Regions from separate parts of the Sus scrofa genome. Here region 1 is linked to region 2. A link is a contact called in public Hi-C data. All regions are on one chromosome and are shown on one strand. Each heading gives the region's core, a stretch centred on a gene start, on an enhancer-like site or on the middle of the called end of the contact. The rest is flanking DNA. Distances are from core to core; before and after follow the strand shown.

What was found. Hi-C and Micro-C count contacts between places; a contact is called where the count stands out from the background.
Region 1: a Hi-C map of liver shows a contact between it and region 2, with 4 times the contacts expected there. The contact joins the promoter of LOC100517129 here to the promoter of FBXO36 in region 2. A contact is called at or near these places in 1 of 47 Hi-C or Micro-C datasets (liver) and 1 of 2 datasets of contacts at active chromatin or transcription factors (alveolar macrophages).

The regions. Positions count from the first base shown.
Region 1 is chr15:131,298,497-131,301,196 of Sscrofa11.1, forward strand. LOC100517129 (nuclear body protein SP140-like protein) reads left to right here and starts at 1,427. Exons shown (of 20, transcript XM_021075666.1): 1 at 1,427-1,577. The coding sequence starts at 1,546.
Region 2 is chr15:130,938,447-130,941,146 of Sscrofa11.1, forward strand. It overlaps FBXO36 (F-box only protein 36), which reads left to right and starts at 1,419. Exons shown (of 4, transcript XM_021075100.1): 1 at 1,419-1,752. The coding sequence starts at 1,657. TRIP12 (E3 ubiquitin-protein ligase TRIP12) reads right to left here and starts at 2,051. Exons shown (of 42, transcript XM_021075059.1): 1 at 2,028-2,051.

The DNA.
Region 1 (2,700 bases), core at 177-2,676, 360 kb after region 2:
GGATCAAACCTGCATCCTCGTGGATCCTAATCAGATTCGCTTCTGCTGAGCCACGACGGGAACATCCAGAGAAACTGCTTTCTCCACAGAGGGCTGGGGGCTACTTCAGAAACCACCACTGCTCTCACAGAGTGTGGTGTGTGCCCTGCTTTCTCTGACTCGCTGGAAACTTTCCTCCCTATGGCCAGGAGCAGCCCTGTGTGGGAATATCTGCCCTGTGGGTTTCCCACCCAGCCGCTGCTAGCTGGCCTCTGATTCCTTGGAGCCCCAAGCAGACAACAGAAAAGCTGGCACACTGGAGTTCCCATTGTGGCTCAGCAGTAATGAACCCGACTAGTATCCATGAGGACGTGCGTTCAATCCCTGGCCTCGCTCCGTGGGTTAAGGATCTGGCATTGCCATGAGCTGCAGTGAGTGTGCAGACTCGGCTCGGATCCTGCGTTGCTGTGGCTGTGGTGTAGGTCAGCAGCTGGAGCTCCAATTCGACTCCTAGCCTGGGAACCTCCATATGCCACGGGTGCGGCCCTAAAAAGCAGAAAAAAAGAAGGAAAAGAAAAGCAGGCACATTTATGTCAACACCCAGTATGGTGGTGGCCTGATCCACCTGCTGTACAGGGACCGAGAGAAGAGAGAGAGTGGACACTAGAAAAGGCAGGTGTGCTCTGTGCCAGGCTTGTCTGGATCCTGTGCCCCATGGAGTCAGGAGCAGAGGGCAGCCGTGCCCACCAGAACCTCAGCTTGCTAATCCTTCTACCCCCTGAGGGGAGGGAGGGAGAGAGGGCTCCACAGAGACCTTGTGCACTGGGTAGGATGGCCTCATCCGTCTTCTGGAATCTGTACCAACCAGGCTGATGCTCGCTCTTTGCGGGGAAAGAACAGGAGTGGAGAGAGGATAGAAAGCCTGCCCCACATTTTCAAGTGTAACTGGCTCAGACCCCTCCTCAAAGCTGGAGGAAGTCAAATTCAGGGGAGCATCACATGGAAACCATCGCTGCTTCATCAGACATCTGGACACTGGGACCTACCTCAGTTGGGTCCAAGCTCTCCCATGGGCTGGAGAGAAGATCCGAAGTGTCCATTTTCCCCCTGCCCCGGCCATCTTGGCAAGGGAAGGGGCAAAGAGGGACTTTGCCCTTGACCCCCATGCTCTGAAACCCCCTGAGAAGGCAGGAGCCTGAGGACGGCTGGGATCACACAGACGTTGGTTGTTGCTGTCTTTGCACAAACAGGTGGACTCCCGGGGCCCGGGTCTGCCCCTCCCCGAGTCCTCCTCCGGGGTCCTCCGGGGCCCTCCAGTCCCTGAGTGTCACTCCTTGTCTTCCATCCCTGGGGGTCACATGTCATAACGGCTAGAAGGATTGTGTAGCTGCGGGAGGAGGGAGGGAGGACGTCCACAGCTCACTGAGCTACTTTCACTTCCCTTTTCCCCACTTGGGCGGAGCCCTAGAGAGACTTCCTGTTCAGGGTTCAGGCCTAGGGCTGCCTCCCTGGACACTGGAGTGGTTGCAGGCCAAGCTCAGGCCCAGGCCGGGCTGAGGTGGAAAGATGGCTAGTGGAGGCCGTGAGCTCAGGACAAGGTCAGTCTTTCCCCTGTCCTTCCACCTGTCCCTCTGGCCGTGCGGCTGCTTCAGGGCTGTTCTTTGGACTCTGCACTAAACCTTTGCTTTGCACAGGATATACACACGGGATCACTCTGCCGTATAATAAGAAACAGGAATGTGTAACGAGGAAATCAGATTTTAAACGGCAGCAGGGAGCCTGCTGGTTGAGTCTTGTTGCTACAAGGCACATGACATTGTTTTGCAATTTCAGCCAGGAGGCCTGTCCAAAGGTGCTGATCTTTATGAGGCCTTGTGGCAAGGGATTATTTCCTTGTAAACCTAGATCACTCTCTCGTTTCTCTTAGATCAGTCCTACCTTCACATAGCTGAGGAAGTAGAAATTTAAAGGAAACCCCTGATTTATTTTCAAACCTTTGAGTGGTGCTTTTTCCCACCTGTCCTGTGGACGGGGACTCAGACAGTCCCCGGCACTGTTCCCACCTCTGGCTGGGGAAGGGGGGGGGGCTGGATTCTTCTTCCAACAATCCCTGGCAAAGAAAGTGAAAGGAAGAGAAATGCCCCAAACTGCCAAGGGCTAGCCCAGGATGAGTATTTTAATTTTCACAGAAACTATTTCAGTTCTGGAGTAGGTTATACCTCCACAAGGTAAAGAGTAGAAATCCCATCTCTTTCTCTAGTAGTGGGTCGGAAGTAACATTATTTAATATTTTAAAGGTCTGGATTTTGTTAATACAACAGAAATACATTATGCATTCTTGTTCATAAAGTTCCTAAGTATATAGAGGAGAAAATTCTTGTTCACCCCTCACCCCCTTGAAACTTCCAGTCCTGATCCTTTTCAATTCTTGGGTGTTATCTTCCAGATCTTTTTTCTACACATTTACATATGTAACTTATTTTTATAATTACATAAATTTTAGTCCTTTTTTAAAAATGGAATTATGTTTTAAATGCCATTTTTTTCATTTTCATGTACTTTAATAGTGAAAATCATAGCACCTTAATAAACATAGGATCCCCTGGTTCTTTTTAACAGCTGTATACTATTCCACAGAATGGGTACACCATAGTTTTTAAACTCTCCTCCCTCCCCACTCTATTGATAGACATTTAGAGCTTTTTCAATTGTTTGCCTTTA
Region 2 (2,700 bases), core at 169-2,668:
CTTCAGTACTAGAAACCCACTCACGATGGAGAAGGATGGAGGAGAGAGGGTCCCTGAATGGACAGTCGTTATAATAGGTTTTATGTAATCCACATATAAATAAATTAATCGCCTGACTCGCTTTGAATGCTAATACGATTGGAGTGACAAGTGGCCCACCTCCCTCCCACGGGTCCGAACCCCCTCCCCCCAACTTCCACGCCGATCTACTTAGAAGGATGCTCTGCTCCTCTCGGCCAAGTTTCTCGGCCTCTTTCATGCCCCCTCTGCATGCCACTCCCGGCGTCATCGTCCCCCAGCCTCAACTTCTCACGGCTGAAACTGCCCAGGGCAGACCCCGTCTCCAGCCTCGCCCGCCCTCAACCGTCCCCCTTGGCAGGAAACCCCTTACTGCGGTCTAAAGTCACTCCGGCCTCTCCCTCCTCTGACCCTCGCTTCCCACAACTGTTGTCACTCGAGCTGCTCCCTAGTTTCCATTTCCGGGCCGTCCCTGGCCCTGGAGCCTCCCCTCTCCCGGTTTCCGGGCCCCCCATCCCATTTCCGGGGAACCCTTGCCGTCTTCACACCCCCCACCTGCACTTCCGGCCCCCCACTTTCTCTCTTCCTAGACGCCCTCCAAGCTCCAAAGCCCACTTCCGGCCCCCCCGACCCCCGCCGGGTTCCCCAAGACCCGCACGCCTTACCCGGGTTCCGTAAAGGGCCCTCCTCATTGCGGGGGTCCGGAGGGGGGGACCCAGCGACCCTCCGCTCCCGCCCGGCCCGGGTCCCTCCAGCCGCGGTCTCCCTCGAGCGCCTATCCCGCAACCCCCGGCCCGGTCCTTCCGCGGCCCCGCTGCCGCCGCCGCCGCCGCCGGGAACAGGCCGAGCGGGGGCCGAATTGCGGCGATGACACAAGCGGGCTTCCTGGGACTTTCTGTTCCAGATCCCACCCCCCCACCGCCGCCCCCCAACCCCTCAGCACAGCCCCCTCCCCCCAGGCCTGGCCCCGTTGCTCGGAACTGCGCCCCAATTACCTAGTTGGGCCCCAAAGTCTCCGGTCCGGACTCGGTGGCGCGGCTGTAACTTCCACTCGCTGCCCCCACCCCCCCCCAGCGGCGGCGGCGGCGGCGGCGGCGGCTCCTCGGGTCCCTTCAATTATCAGCTGAGCCGCAGCACCGCGCCCGGCGTGCGCCTCCGCCCGCGCCGCCTCCCTCCCCGCCCGTTCCAACACCCTCCGGGAACTACTTTATCCCTCGGCTCCAGCTGACGGGCTCCTCCGCGGGACAGGCCCCGGGGCCTACTCGCCGCTCATCACATCGCCCCTCCCTCCCCCACCGCCCGGCTCCACTTCCCCAGTGGCCTGCGATCTCCTCCCGATCCCTTCGAGGGACCAGGAAGGGGAATGTGAAGCTTCGCTTGGTATCCCTCCGCCGGGGTCACCCCTCCCCGCGGTGGTAGCAGGAACTAATTCCCCTTCGGGTCACCCGGGACCTAAAGGTGGAAATCTCACGACTTAGGGTTCCCTGTCACCCTTGGAATAGGGGTCAAGCACCCCAAGTTAGAAACACCTCGCCAGCTCAAAAGTAGGGTTCGATTTAAACCAGGGCTCTGGCCCCTTGACCTCAGCCAGGCCCCGCCCCTTCCTGGTTGTCTTAGCGACGGCGGTGGCGTCCCAAGATGGCGTCGTGGCTGCCGGAGACTCTGTTCGAAATTGTAGGACAAGGCCCGGCGCCAAGCAAAGACTATTACCAGTTGCTGATCACCCGGTCCCAGGCAAGTGCAAGCCGCGGTTTACCCTCTCTCCTAACTCTCTGCCCGCCCCAGAGGAGCCTGGAACGCGAGCCGCGCTAGGCCGAGAGCGACTGTGGCCAGCCGGAAGCGCCAGGTCCCAGCTCCGAGCCGGGAGATCACCCTCCTCACCGCGGCCTCCCCTGCAGGCCCGGCGGCCAGCGTGTCCCTTCCCAGCCCCAGCCCGCCTCGTACCCGGCGAGCCTTCTTCGCCTCCTCACAGCGCCGCCCGCTCCCTTCCTGCCACCTGGGGTTCCTACCTGCAGAGTTCCCTCCGCGCGAAACGGAAAGCAGGCGTCCCCGGCTTGCGTGCAGCCTCACCTCAGCGTGGGAAGAAGGGAAAGAAAGACTCATCCAAGTGTCCCAAGGAGGAGCCGGCAGGGGAGGGGAGAATGGGAAGATCTCTTTTCCAGGGTAGGATTTAATTCTGGGGAATCTCATTAAATCTTACTGTGGTGTTTACCTGTTACCAAGGCCGCATCAAAACTTGCTTATTTCTCGTAGGAATTAATCGAGCGCTTTACCCTTACCTTTTTTGGAGCCCCTTCTATCCCATTGAAAGTGTGCGGGGGGTGGTACAAAAATGTTTCAGCTGCTCTGCGCGTCAGCCCCACCCATAATGACATCTGCTCCACAACAATAAGACCGGGGATTATGTTATCGCTAAAGTAACCATCGACCTATTTTTATGACTACTTTAGGTATTTAAGGTGGGCTTTGTGGATGATTTATTGTGCCCATGAAATGATCACATTGAGCTGGGCCTCCACGGGGAACTCGTTTCTGATTCCTCCCTGAACTTACACCTGTCACCGAGATATTCGTGCACCTTGCACTCGAATAGATGGCATTCCTGTAAAATTAAATTTGGAACTTTGTAGATATGTTTTGGTGTATGTACTGAATATTTCACCAGTTTTTCCAAGAGCCCGT